4 separate regions of the Mus musculus genome follow, and regions 1, 3 and 4 are each linked to region 2. The links are chromatin contacts, called in public Hi-C, HiChIP or PLAC-seq and capture Hi-C maps. All regions are on one chromosome and are shown on one strand. The core of a region is the stretch at or near the end of the contact, and the rest is flanking DNA. Distances in the headings are between cores, read along the strand shown.

The links. Hi-C and Micro-C count contacts between places; a contact is called where the count stands out from the background. HiChIP or PLAC-seq counts read pairs in DNA pulled down with a chosen protein or histone mark. Capture Hi-C pulls out chosen DNA fragments and counts their contacts.
Region 1: a Hi-C map of the N1E-115 cell line shows a contact between it and region 2, with 2.4 times the contacts expected there. The contact joins two enhancer-like sites. A contact is called at or near these places in 2 of 484 Hi-C or Micro-C datasets (the N1E-115 cell line and peritoneal macrophages), 2 of 115 datasets of contacts at active chromatin or transcription factors (the 230-238 cell line and CD8 T cells) and 1 of 9 other capture datasets (adipose tissue).
Region 3: an H3K4me3 HiChIP or PLAC-seq map of the 230-238 cell line shows a contact between it and region 2, with 25 read pairs. The contact joins two enhancer-like sites. A contact is called at or near these places in 2 of 484 Hi-C or Micro-C datasets (granulocyte-monocyte progenitors and nephron progenitors), 3 of 115 datasets of contacts at active chromatin or transcription factors (the 230-238 cell line and fibro-adipogenic progenitors) and 1 of 9 other capture datasets (pancreatic islet).
Region 4: a contact with region 2 is called in a capture Hi-C map of embryonic stem cells, with 2.1 times the contacts expected there. The contact joins two enhancer-like sites. A contact is called at or near these places in 1 of 39 promoter capture datasets (3T3-L1-derived adipocytes), 2 of 115 datasets of contacts at active chromatin or transcription factors (CD8 T cells and bone marrow-derived macrophages) and 4 of 9 other capture datasets (adipose tissue, embryonic stem cells, liver and 1 more).

What each region holds. Positions count from the first base shown.
Region 1 is chr14:72,737,408-72,740,107 of GRCm38.p6, reverse strand. No RefSeq gene overlaps it. Among named protein-coding and RNA genes, the nearest start is that of Fndc3a, 29 kb to the right of the region's middle. Within about 2 kb of position 1,322, at least 32 of the 459 cell types and tissues checked have an H3K27ac peak or open chromatin away from gene starts, as enhancers often do. A contact at or near this core is called in the N1E-115 cell line and adipose tissue, where this site is marked.
Region 2 is chr14:72,601,788-72,604,487 of GRCm38.p6, reverse strand. The region is part of intron 3 of Fndc3a (fibronectin type III domain containing 3A); the gene reads left to right. Among named protein-coding and RNA genes, the nearest start is that of Fndc3a, 110 kb to the left of the region's middle. Within about 2 kb of position 1,372, at least 368 of the 459 cell types and tissues checked have an H3K27ac peak or open chromatin away from gene starts, as enhancers often do. A contact at or near this core is called in the 230-238 cell line, the N1E-115 cell line, adipose tissue and 2 more, where this site is marked.
Region 3 is chr14:72,787,908-72,790,607 of GRCm38.p6, reverse strand. Gm35218 (a long non-coding RNA gene) reads left to right here. Exons shown (of 7, transcript XR_383581.2): 5 at 898-1,070. Among named protein-coding and RNA genes, the nearest start is that of Gm35218, 18 kb to the left of the region's middle. Within about 2 kb of position 1,362, at least 8 of the 459 cell types and tissues checked have an H3K27ac peak or open chromatin away from gene starts, as enhancers often do. A contact at or near this core is called in the 230-238 cell line, where this site is marked.
Region 4 is chr14:72,843,593-72,846,341 of GRCm38.p6, reverse strand. The region is part of intron 1 of Gm4606 (NADH dehydrogenase [ubiquinone] 1 alpha subcomplex assembly factor 4); the gene reads left to right. Among named protein-coding and RNA genes, the nearest start is that of Gm41206, 6.9 kb to the left of the region's middle. Within about 2 kb of position 1,316, at least 27 of the 459 cell types and tissues checked have an H3K27ac peak or open chromatin away from gene starts, as enhancers often do. A contact at or near this core is called in bone marrow-derived macrophages and embryonic stem cells, where this site is marked.

The DNA.
Region 1 (2,700 bases), core at 73-2,572, 140 kb before region 2:
ACAGGAAAATATGCTGGGCAGGGCATGACCACAGGAATTCTGGGCTCTGGTCCCACTTAAAGTAACAAGGAAGACACTCTGGGCAAATCCAATGCAGCATACGTAGGGTGAAAAGACTAGAACATCTTCTGCCAGCAAGGATACTGACTGCAGAATAGGAATTGCACATTTCACTAAAGCTTGCTCTCCCCCATTAAAAATAATGGGTGGAGATGTTTTGACATACTTGCCTGTCTTATCAACCCCAAATAAAACATTAGCTGCAGTCATAACAATTTTTTACCTCAGATCTATTTTGGAATGCTTGCTGATGGTGCAAGTGTTCCCTTGTGGAAATGTGCCTGCTCTTCAAACAATGCCAAATGGAACCATTTTCTGGGCATATAGGACATTTTATTTTTGAAAATCCTTGCTGATGTACGCAGGGCCTGTGCAGTGTCAAGACACATATTTAATCAAGCATCCCTGGGAGAACAGCTTAGTACCATTAGCCTCATTACACAGATAAGAACACTGAAATCTAAATAGGTTGACTAGAGGTTGCCCGAACGCTTCTTAACAACAGAGTACTCTAAAAAATCCGTTGTGTATAAAGAAAACAAGTGAGCTCGTAAATGAGAAAGACTAGTGAAAACAGCCTAGAGGCAAAGAAAATTTACATTTTTGTTTTGAAAGCTTTCACAGTTGGTGTCAAAGAACACATTGTTCTCCTGAGCAATGTACAGTTTTTTTCTCGCTCAGGATTTTGGGGAATTAGACAACTTTATCTGCAGAACCCATGCAAACTAGAGGCCCGTCGGTGGCTTTCCTCCATGGAGTTCAATGTAATAAGAACACTCTGGTTATGTTGTTTCTGTCACCATTGTGAAAGTAAGATGTATCCTATGCAAATCCAATAAACCGCTGACTCTGACTTTCACCCAGCCGTGTATTGAGTGGTAACTCTGGATCGGTCAATAAGCTAAGCCTGGAGACTCAGGCATAAATAGGATAGCCCCCACCTTTCAGTGGCTTTCAGTCTAGGTGAGAGAAGCAAAATGTAACTCCAAACAGTTAAAAGATGATCTGCTAGTAAGTATGGCTACGTGAATAAATGGCTTCCTGAACAACTGTGTCCCCAGTGCTGTGAGTAGTAGACAGGAAGATTGCTGGGACTTGCTGGCTGCCAGCCTAGACTTTAATTTAATAAGGGATCCTGTCTCAAGGAAATATGACAGAGAGTTATAGAGCAGGACACACAAAACCCTACTTTGGCCTATATACACAGGCATGCATGCATACACACAGACACAGACACGCACACATATACACGTTCACATACATATAAACATACACCACACACACACACACACACACACACACACGCATACACCCACATAATCCCACAATATCATGTTAGTTAAACTACAAATGTATACAAACTACCCCAGAAATAAAAAGAAGTGTGGGATGTTCTCTGCCCATGAAAACAGTATCACTAGAGGACACAATACTGAAACAGTGTCTTAAAACAGAGTAAGGTGAAATGCACCCTGCCCAAACAGGATGGTAAATGAGAGGCTGAGAAGTACAGAAGTGTCATCTGGCCGGTATGTGCTGAAATGGGGGGTTGGGGTGGGGGATAAAGCTGGAAAGGCAGAATGAGATAGGCTGGTGACAGGTGGTGATCCATCATCACTGATGACTCACTGAAGGATCTAAACCAGGAAATGCCATGGTCATCTCTGCTTTCACAAACTGGGCTGAAAGGGGAAGTGTTGGAGGTCCGTGGGCCAGTCAGGAGATCTTGCATTCATGGTCAAGGACAGACATGATAATGACCTGAACCACCATGATGGCAGCAAGGGTACAAAGAGCCAACGGTATCATGAAGTGCGCAAAGTCAAACTCAAAAAGGCAAGCATCACATGTTTTCTCTTATATAGGGACTTTAGGAGGAAAAAAAAACCTATGAAAACAAAAGGGAAAAGTCTGAGGGTTAAGAGAGTATAGTGGGCAGCAAAGAATATCATATACATGCATGAAAACTTAATGAATCTATTATTTTCTACAACTAAAAAAAACTTTAAAATAACACCCAATGTAATGAGAATTCTGGAATATTTGTATATTTTAAAAACATAGAAATATTTTAAGAATATGCTTTTGTTTCAATCTCAGGTGCGGGGCTGGGGGGTGGGGGCTTCACGGCAGCTGACTATGATTTGCCTCTTGTTCTAGCAGAGGCATGTTTTTGCCAGCTGCAGATAGTTTCTGTGATTGTATGACGTTTGAAATTCTGGGAAATTTTCAGAGATTATATAAAATGCTAGGGCCCCAAGAGGTGGGGATGGTGGTTAGTGGTGGCTCAGGGGGGTTGGTTGTGGATTGTTAGTAGTCATCTTCAAGGAAGAAACAAAAGGAACAAAATTAGATTCAGGAATCAATCTCTCTCTCTCTCTCTCTCTCTCTCTCTCTCTCTCTCTCTCTCTCTCTCTCTCTCTCTCTCCTTTATCTAGTAAAGTATCTAACTAGAAGCTACATACCTTTCTCTTTTATCTAGTGATAGGGATGTGAAACTGGGTGGATAAAGGGTGAAAAGAAGAAAAACCCAGAAAGTAGTAAAGCCCAGCTACAACCCAAGACAGCACATGGGTGGGAGCTTGGTAGTACATGACTCTGATGTCACTGTCTGAATGGAGATTACAGGAAGAAAAGATT
Region 2 (2,700 bases), core at 123-2,622:
AAGAAAAAAAAAAAAAAAAACAACTCACTGACTGTCAAAATAGCATAGGAGGGCAGAGTGGCGCAGTGAGAGAGAACAGGGAAGTAAGCGCCCATCCCACAGCCTCAGGGGAAATGCATTCATAATGGAATAAAAGGTCAGCTATTACCCTTTTCCACTTTAAACCAGTGTCTCTTCTCCTCTGGCCTCTGACTTGCTTTTATTGAGTCAAGTTGCCAGGGGTGTGTCCTGCCAGGTTTTTTTTTTTTTTTTTTTTTTTTTTTTCTTCTTCAGGAAAGACACTGGGCCTTTAAATAGGGCCTGGCCTTTAACATGTGATTATATGAAGCAACCCTGCCTTTGCCTATGTACCCTCAAGTTACTTATCTGCTCCTGCCTCAGCTTCTCTAGTAATGATACCTCAGTTTGCGTTAACAAGTAGGACACTCCACATGGTTCGTCTCACTGTGTAATCTTTAGTTTTGAGAGTCAGCGATCATACTTTTACTTACAATAACTATCAGTTACTGAGAGGTCCTAAACAGTGTATTTCATGTACTAGTTTGTCTAACTTGATTCTGCAACAGTGCTTTGAGGTTGATCATTTTAACCTTTCCACAGGAGACAGAGCCCAATAGTAGTACATTTGCCATGCTAGTAAGTATCGGAGCTCATTTTAACTTTTAGTATCACCTAGTACCCAAATCCATCTTCCCCACTGTGGTGCGTGTCACAGATCCCAGCCATTGCTTGTGTATGTAAGCAGTTGATAAAGTTCCTCTGAACTTATATGCCCTCTTAAGTAATTTACGGGGCGTATTTTTTTTCCAAAAGAATAAGTTTTCACCTCAATTAACTGAGTATTTTTCACATTCCTGCTTTAAGAATACTATCCACCAAGGATCTTTCCTTAATGTCAAGAGTAAGTTCTATTTTTAAAATAATCACTAAAAACAAAGTACACTGACTATAAAAGCAGAAGCCTTCATTAGCTTTTAAGGAAAAACAAAACAAGCCTGAAATATATTCCACCTGTAAGGAACTTGTCATTTAATTCTATTGTGTGGGCAATTCTCTGTGTGTTATAGGCATAGCTTGAGTATCGAGCATGAAATGATCACAAACTATACACTCATATTTTGGATCAAGGCTTTGAATTCATTTTACCCCAATCTTTCTATGTGAAAAAGCAGCAGGCTGCGTTAGTCAAACCGCGAACACAAAGAGGATGGTTTTCCATCGCGTGCCTATCCACCAGGTTCTTTTGATTAGGGTTTACTTTGGCTCTTAAGGCAGAACGCGTTGCAGTCAGGAAAGCAGCTGAAGAAGCCTTTAAGTGTTTTGTTTCAGTAGCGCCCCAGCGTACCCTCTGCGCTGTTTCCTCTCCCGGTCTTTCCCGGTTCACTGCGGGTCATGTGATACCGGTCACGTGACTCGGTCAAAGGATCTTTTCCTCTTACCAGCTTTGAGGAAAAAAAAAAAAAAGCGAAACTGTTCTCCAATTAAAGCTGCTAACGTGTACTACGCCGTTTCCTTGTTGGGTTTTCTTGTTCGCTGGCTGCTGCTCCTGTAGAAACAAAATGAGTGGTAAGATTTGCTGATTTTGAACATTCGCTTTTATTTGAAAACATAGGAAGCTTTTGTATTAACCTAAAGCCGTGTTGTGTGTTTTTAGTGCCAAATCTGTTCGCTTTAGAAATACTACATATTGTTATGTGGTTATGAAAATTGTAGACTCTATGAGCTAGAGTGATTTTAAATCTCATAGCATGCCCCATTCTGGCTGGCCTCTTGATTTTTTTCGTCTTTTCTCTTTTAAGACTGATCAGAAAATTGGCATCAGGTAATTTGGAAGCCATTGTGTGCGGCAGGAGTCAGCAGTCAGCAGTCCGTTGTTTATTTAATTTTAAATGCTTAGACAAATCTGTAGTTTTGGGTTTTTTCTAAAAGAAATAAAGAAAAAATTGAATATGAATGGTAGATTAAGAAAGACGATAGGTTTAGTTTATGTTAGGTAAAATGAACTAGGTATAAATCATTGATGGTACCTTTAAGAATTGGGATGGGAAGTTTTTCATATTTAAGGCAAATGACAAACAGAATTGTACCCACTTTTGCAGATTTTAAAAATAAGTAGGCCCTTAACAGTAATGTAATCACTCTGCTTTGGGGTAGCTTTTGCCTAAAGCTTGTCAATTCTGAAGGAGCTGTTAGGTGTAGCTACAGTTGTTCAGGTACAGCTTTCTTGTGCCAGGTGGACATGTTATGTACTCCTATAACAGGTTTGCTTCTTCCCTGGACACAGTCTGCTTTGCTGCATACAAATTTAAGACAGTTTGCAGTTAATTTTCTAGAACTTTCTGAGTTAGAAAGTACTGTTGGACCTGAGAGGTAGTCAGGCATTGTGTCAGTGAGTGTCCAGGGTTTAGAGTTTGATGCAGGACAAGCAACATGGTGCTGCCAGCATTGTGGATCTGAATATCAGTACTTGTGTTTACTGTCTATGTATTGGGGGTGTGGCAGGTTTGTGTTCAGTGTTGAATATATCCCACCATTATTTTAGATAAATGTACATAGCACTGATAAATTATCTTTTTAAAATCTAACTGTGTGGCATTTCTGCCTCCGAACTAGAAAATTTACTTAAGTAGTCAAAGTGATCACGTCATAAAGGAGTCCTTTGTGAAACTAAATGATGACTTGTTCCAGCAGCTATCAAAG
Region 3 (2,700 bases), core at 113-2,612, 190 kb before region 2:
TTCAAATGAAAACAATAACTAGATCATAATTCTGATTATCATGATATAGCTATCTTTCATACAACTACAAATGCATTATAAATTTTAGAATGAATGCCCAGGTCACTTGAAGGACAATCTTTTGGTATCTCAAACTTAAATGTGATAATCACTGATATTCTCCTAACTGATGCTATATTACATGATTAAGAAATTGAGGAAAGAAAACATAAATATTTATGCAATGGATTCTCAACAAAACATAATAGAAACACTCGTGTCAATTTTAATCTTCATTTCTGCTTCCGTGCATATGGCTCTAGATGTTATTTATAACTACTGCTATCTATTGACCATTTTGTATTTCCTCTCCTCTCAGCAAGTACTTCAGCACATTTTGGCTCTTTTCCTGGAGGAATGACCAATACTTTTATTCCTGGGGGGTCTAGGTCTTTTGTCATCCTGCCTGGATTAGGCGTTATAATTTCCCATTGACTTTAATCACAGGACATAGCAGCACCAAGAGATGCCCTAAAAGTTTTCCCGTGCTCATACACAGTTGTTCTTACCTCTACTGTGGAAAAGCAATCCAATTTCCCCTTGGTAATGTGGATCAGTCACCCATCAATCACTGTTATCCCCTTCCTTAGCCTGTTGGTCTAATGGTGTCACAAGCCCAAAGTGGCCAGAGGGAAGTCTGAGCTTGCAGTTCAGTAGAATGTTTGTTGTCTTTCCTGGATCAGCTTCCAGTTCAGTGGAATGTTTGTTGTCTGTCTTTCCTGGCAGAAGCACCCTCCTCTCTGGCAACCAAAACTTCTAGGGCAGCAGAACTTAAGGTTGTGGAAACTGGTAGTAAACAATTTACCTAGTGGGTCACTAAGAGTGATAGTGAGTGAAACTATTCCCTTTTCCTCCAAGTGGATCCTGGCTATGGATGAAACTATCGTATATTGGACATTGATTCAAAGCATATACTGCCTTCTGGGGAACCCTGTCCCAGCCCTACAGTCGAATTGGAGATGAAACTGCGTCTTCAAAAGATCATTCCATTTTTCTATCAAGCCAGCTGACTCAGGATGGTGGGAAACATGGTAAGACCAGTGAATTCAGTGATACTGGAGTCATTGTTGCATTTCTCTGACTGTGGAGTGAGTTCCTTGGTCAGAAGCAATACTGTGTGGAATACTATGAGAGTGGATCAGGCATTCTGTAAGTCCAAGGATTGTGGTTTTGGCAGAAGCATTATGTTCAGGAAAGGCAAATCCGTAACCAGAATAAATACTGCAGTAAGAAAAAAGCATTGTCTTTCCCACAGAGGAAGTGGTTCAATGTAGTCAACCTGTCACGAGCTCACTGGTTGGTCACCCCAGGGAATAGTGCCATATTTCAGGCTCAGCGTTGGTCTCTGCTGTTGGCAGATTTGGCACTCAGCAACCGCTGTAGCCAGATCAACTTTGATGAGTGCAAGTCCACGTAGTCAAGCCCATGCCTAACTTCAATCTCTGCCTCCATGGTCACCTTGTTCATTGGCCCACTGGACACTGACTGGGATGGTTGGGAAAAGAGGCTGACCGTCCACAGAATAGATCATCCTATCTACTTGCTTATTGAGCTCCTTCTCTGTTGAAGTCACCTTTTGATGAGCGTTTTACATGGGACACAAGTACCTTTACACATTTGGAGAAATCCATCGACATACTTCTTCCCTAGGTCACTTTCTCACCCACTTTCCTGCCGTGCTCTTTCCCAGTCCCCAACCATCCAACCAATCCACTGGCTATAGCCTGTGAATCAGTGAACAATGGCACATCTGGCCATTTCTCCTTCTGAACAAAATGCATGGCCATGTGTACTTCCCAAAATTCTGCCTGCTGGGTAGACTTTCTTTCACCAGTGTTTTCAGCCTTGTCTCAGAAAAGGGTTGTTATGCTGCAGCTGTCCATGTCTCAGTGGTGCCTGCATAGCATGCAGATCCATCAGTAAAGCAGGCCCTAGCCTTCTCTTCCTTAGTCAACTATGAGGTAGCAGGCGTGTGCATGGCAGCAGATGGCGTCATAATGGTAGTAGAACAGCATCCCTACTTGTCACTGACATCTCAGATACCGTTGGGTCTCCTGAATATGGCCCAAGAGGTAGAGCAGCCTGTGAAGCAACCTACATCTGCTGAAGAGTCTTCTCCTATTGCAGGCCCTACACAAAGCTAGCAGCTTTCTGAGTCACATGGTGTATGGGCTGAAGTAATACACCCAAGTGAGGAATGTTCTGTTTCAAGAATCCAAATAGGCTCACTAAACATTGTGCCTTTTCCTTGGTGGTGGGAAGGACCAGGTGCAATAACTTATCTCTCACCTTAGTGGTTCTCAACCTTCCTGATGCTGGGGCCCTTTCTTAAATACAGTTCCTCATGTTGTGGTGACCCCTAATCACAAAATTATCTTCATTGCTATTTCATAACTGTAATTTTACTAATGTTAAGAATCTCAATGTAGTCTGATATGCAGGATATCTGATATGTGACCCCTGTAAAAAGGTGGTTCAACTGCCAATAGAGTCATGACCCACGGATTGAGAACCATTGCCTCAGAAGGAATATCTCTGTATGCCATATACCACTGGACTCCTAAGAAAGTTAATGAGGTAGAAGGCCCTTGAACTTTGGTTAGATTTATTTCCCATCCTCTGGGGCACATATGTGTTACCAACAAGTACAAAGCAGTTGCC
Region 4 (2,749 bases), core at 67-2,566, 240 kb before region 2:
ATACAAGCCCAATTCTGGCAGAGTCCCAGGTTGCTAAGGTGGTTCCTGGGCTAGCCTCCCTGCTTTGAGCCAATTCCCTGTGGCTTTCTTTGATGAATACCCTCAGGCAGGACTCAACCTCTGCTCTGCACAAAGAGGCTCTGGGCTTGCCAAAGTGGCTTGAATGGTGTTTACTTGCAAATACAGTCATTTTACATGACAGTCATATCGTGACATCGTAGGGTTGCACACCCGCTGTCTGTTTTCAACCAACAAAAACAGCCTCATCTAACACATTCATATGCATGTTTATGAAATCTTTTGCTCTGAGACTCAAGTCCCAAGAGATTTTTTTTGAATAAATACTAGAGAGCTGGGTGCTGTGGAATAAATTCATTAAACTTAATAACCCTTAATTGGTAGACATGTAGGAGAAAGCTCTGTGTGCCTGATACAAGCATGTTCCTGAGAGAGAGAGAGAGAGAGAGAGAGAGAGAGAGAGAGAGAGAGAGAGCAGGATATTGCTATTAGGGAAATACATCTAATCAATACAGCTTGCCTGGATACAACTCAGGCTGGTGGGTAAAGGCAAGCACTGGTCTCTGCTGGGTCTGCTTTGAAAGCAGTGGCCTCATTCTGACCCTGATGTTAATCTTTTTCTCATTTAACCAAGAGTTATGCTGCTTGTCACTTGCCACATATAGCCACTAATGTAGAAAACTGAAGAATTTGCTTTGTTATGAGGAAAACCCTTATCACTAAGCAAGTTTCTAGGATTTATATCAGAAAATAAAATCTCCTCTGAACACATAATAGAAGCTAGTCATTTGGCATGCCAATATCCCTATATTAAATTATATTAGAGTCTTTATTTTTCAAGGAGTATTAGGTCAAGCTGTCTTATCAAAATCTAATTGAGTGAAAAGTTCTTTCTATCTGCCAGGAACCGAGAGTATGTTTCCCATTGGCATAAAACCGGTGCCTCTGAGGTGAACCTTCAGAGCTCACGTAATAGTGGCCTCCATTTTGGATGGCACACACTCAGACTGCATAAATCTCAGGCTAGAAAACACCCCGGTGAACTATCACGGTTTTGCTAGCCTTCACTAACTGGATAATAGAGCTATAATTTAGTCTGAAGTGTGTATGGGGAGGATCCATGCTGGGAATGTGAGCCTCAGAGGGTGCAGCCATCATGCCACTAATAGGAAGCCACACTCCTGTCAGCAAAATCCTCTCAAGTGGAGAGCTTCCTTCAGGATACACTGTGCTGAGAGTTAAAAAGAAAAAAAAAGTTTGTAAGAAAAGGAAGCAAATGTCAAACAGATAGCAGATTTATTTTCAGAGTTATGTAATACACACACACACACACACACACACACACACACACACACACACAAAGGCCTGCCACAGTGCAGAGTTGTCATGGTTACCTGATCTCTTATCAAACAGGAGAATCAAGCAGGGGAGGGAAACCTGGAAAATAGAGTAACCAGAGAGGCCTGAATCTTCAGAGAGCTCTTCTCCAACTGGGCTTGTTTGTGAGTGCTTAAAATAGGAGACACTTTCTGCTGCTTTAGCCAACGTTTTTAAGGAACTTATTTCGCTGTGTCGAATGGGGCTCTGTCCTGCTGTGTTTTTAGAAAGATGAAAACATGATGTCTAAAATGTCATTGTTCGCAGGGATCTCCACATGAACAATAACAAATGTACCTGTACATTTTGTTTTCTTCATGCACTAAAAGAAAACATCTTTAGAAATGCATAAAGTTTGCTTTGTTTTTTTTTAAAAAAAAAAAAAAACCTTAAATTTCACTACTTCAAATACTTCAAAGTATTTTTTGTGGGGGTTTCAGTTTTAAATTCTTTAAAAATTTCTAAAATCATTATTTTTTACCTTTCACTGTATGGGTGTTTTGCATGCACGTGTGTCTGTGTACCATGGCACCTATGGAGACCAGAAGAGAGAATTAGATCTCCCCTCCTCCCCAGAATTGGACTTATAAATGGTTGTAAACTCCATGTGAGTACTGGGAATAAAACCCAAGTCCTCTGGGAGAGCAACAAGTACTTTTAACCACCGAACATATCTCCAAACACAATCCACACACACAACAGCAGTTTACCAAGAAACAGGCAATCAGAATGCATATACGGTGGCAGTGTGCAAAGGCTAAGCCTAGAGGAGATGGAAATGTGGCTGCTTATCTCAGGTATTTGAAAGGGGTGCGGTGGGGAGGTGATGGGGAGAGCATGGCCAGGAGCAAAGGATCAGCAGTTTAACAACTTCTCAATCACTCCAGTTCTCAAACCTCACAGTGGAGAGGCTTGAAACCCAAGTGGGAAGATCTTCAATATGGGAAAATAAGCCTTAGTCTTAGTAATTCTGACGTCTCAAGAATTAACACTCTGAAAACTTGTGTGATGGCTAATACTAATTGTCACCTTGATAAGGTCTAGAATCACCTAGGAGGCAGACCTATGGGCATGCCTGTGGTGGACTGGGTTAAAGAAAGATGAGAAAACTGGTCCACTGTGGGTGGCAGCATACCCTGGACTGAGATTCTAGACTGTATTCAAAGGAAGAAGGGAGCTGCGCACAGGCATTTATCTCTCTGCCTATAGATGTGATGTTGCCAACAACTTCTGGTTCCTACTGCTTTAACTTTCCCACCGTGATGCAACTGTGTGCCAAAATAAACACTTCCTGAAGTTGCTTTTTATCAAAGTATTTATCCTTACAACAGAAAAAGTAACTAGAGCACATTAG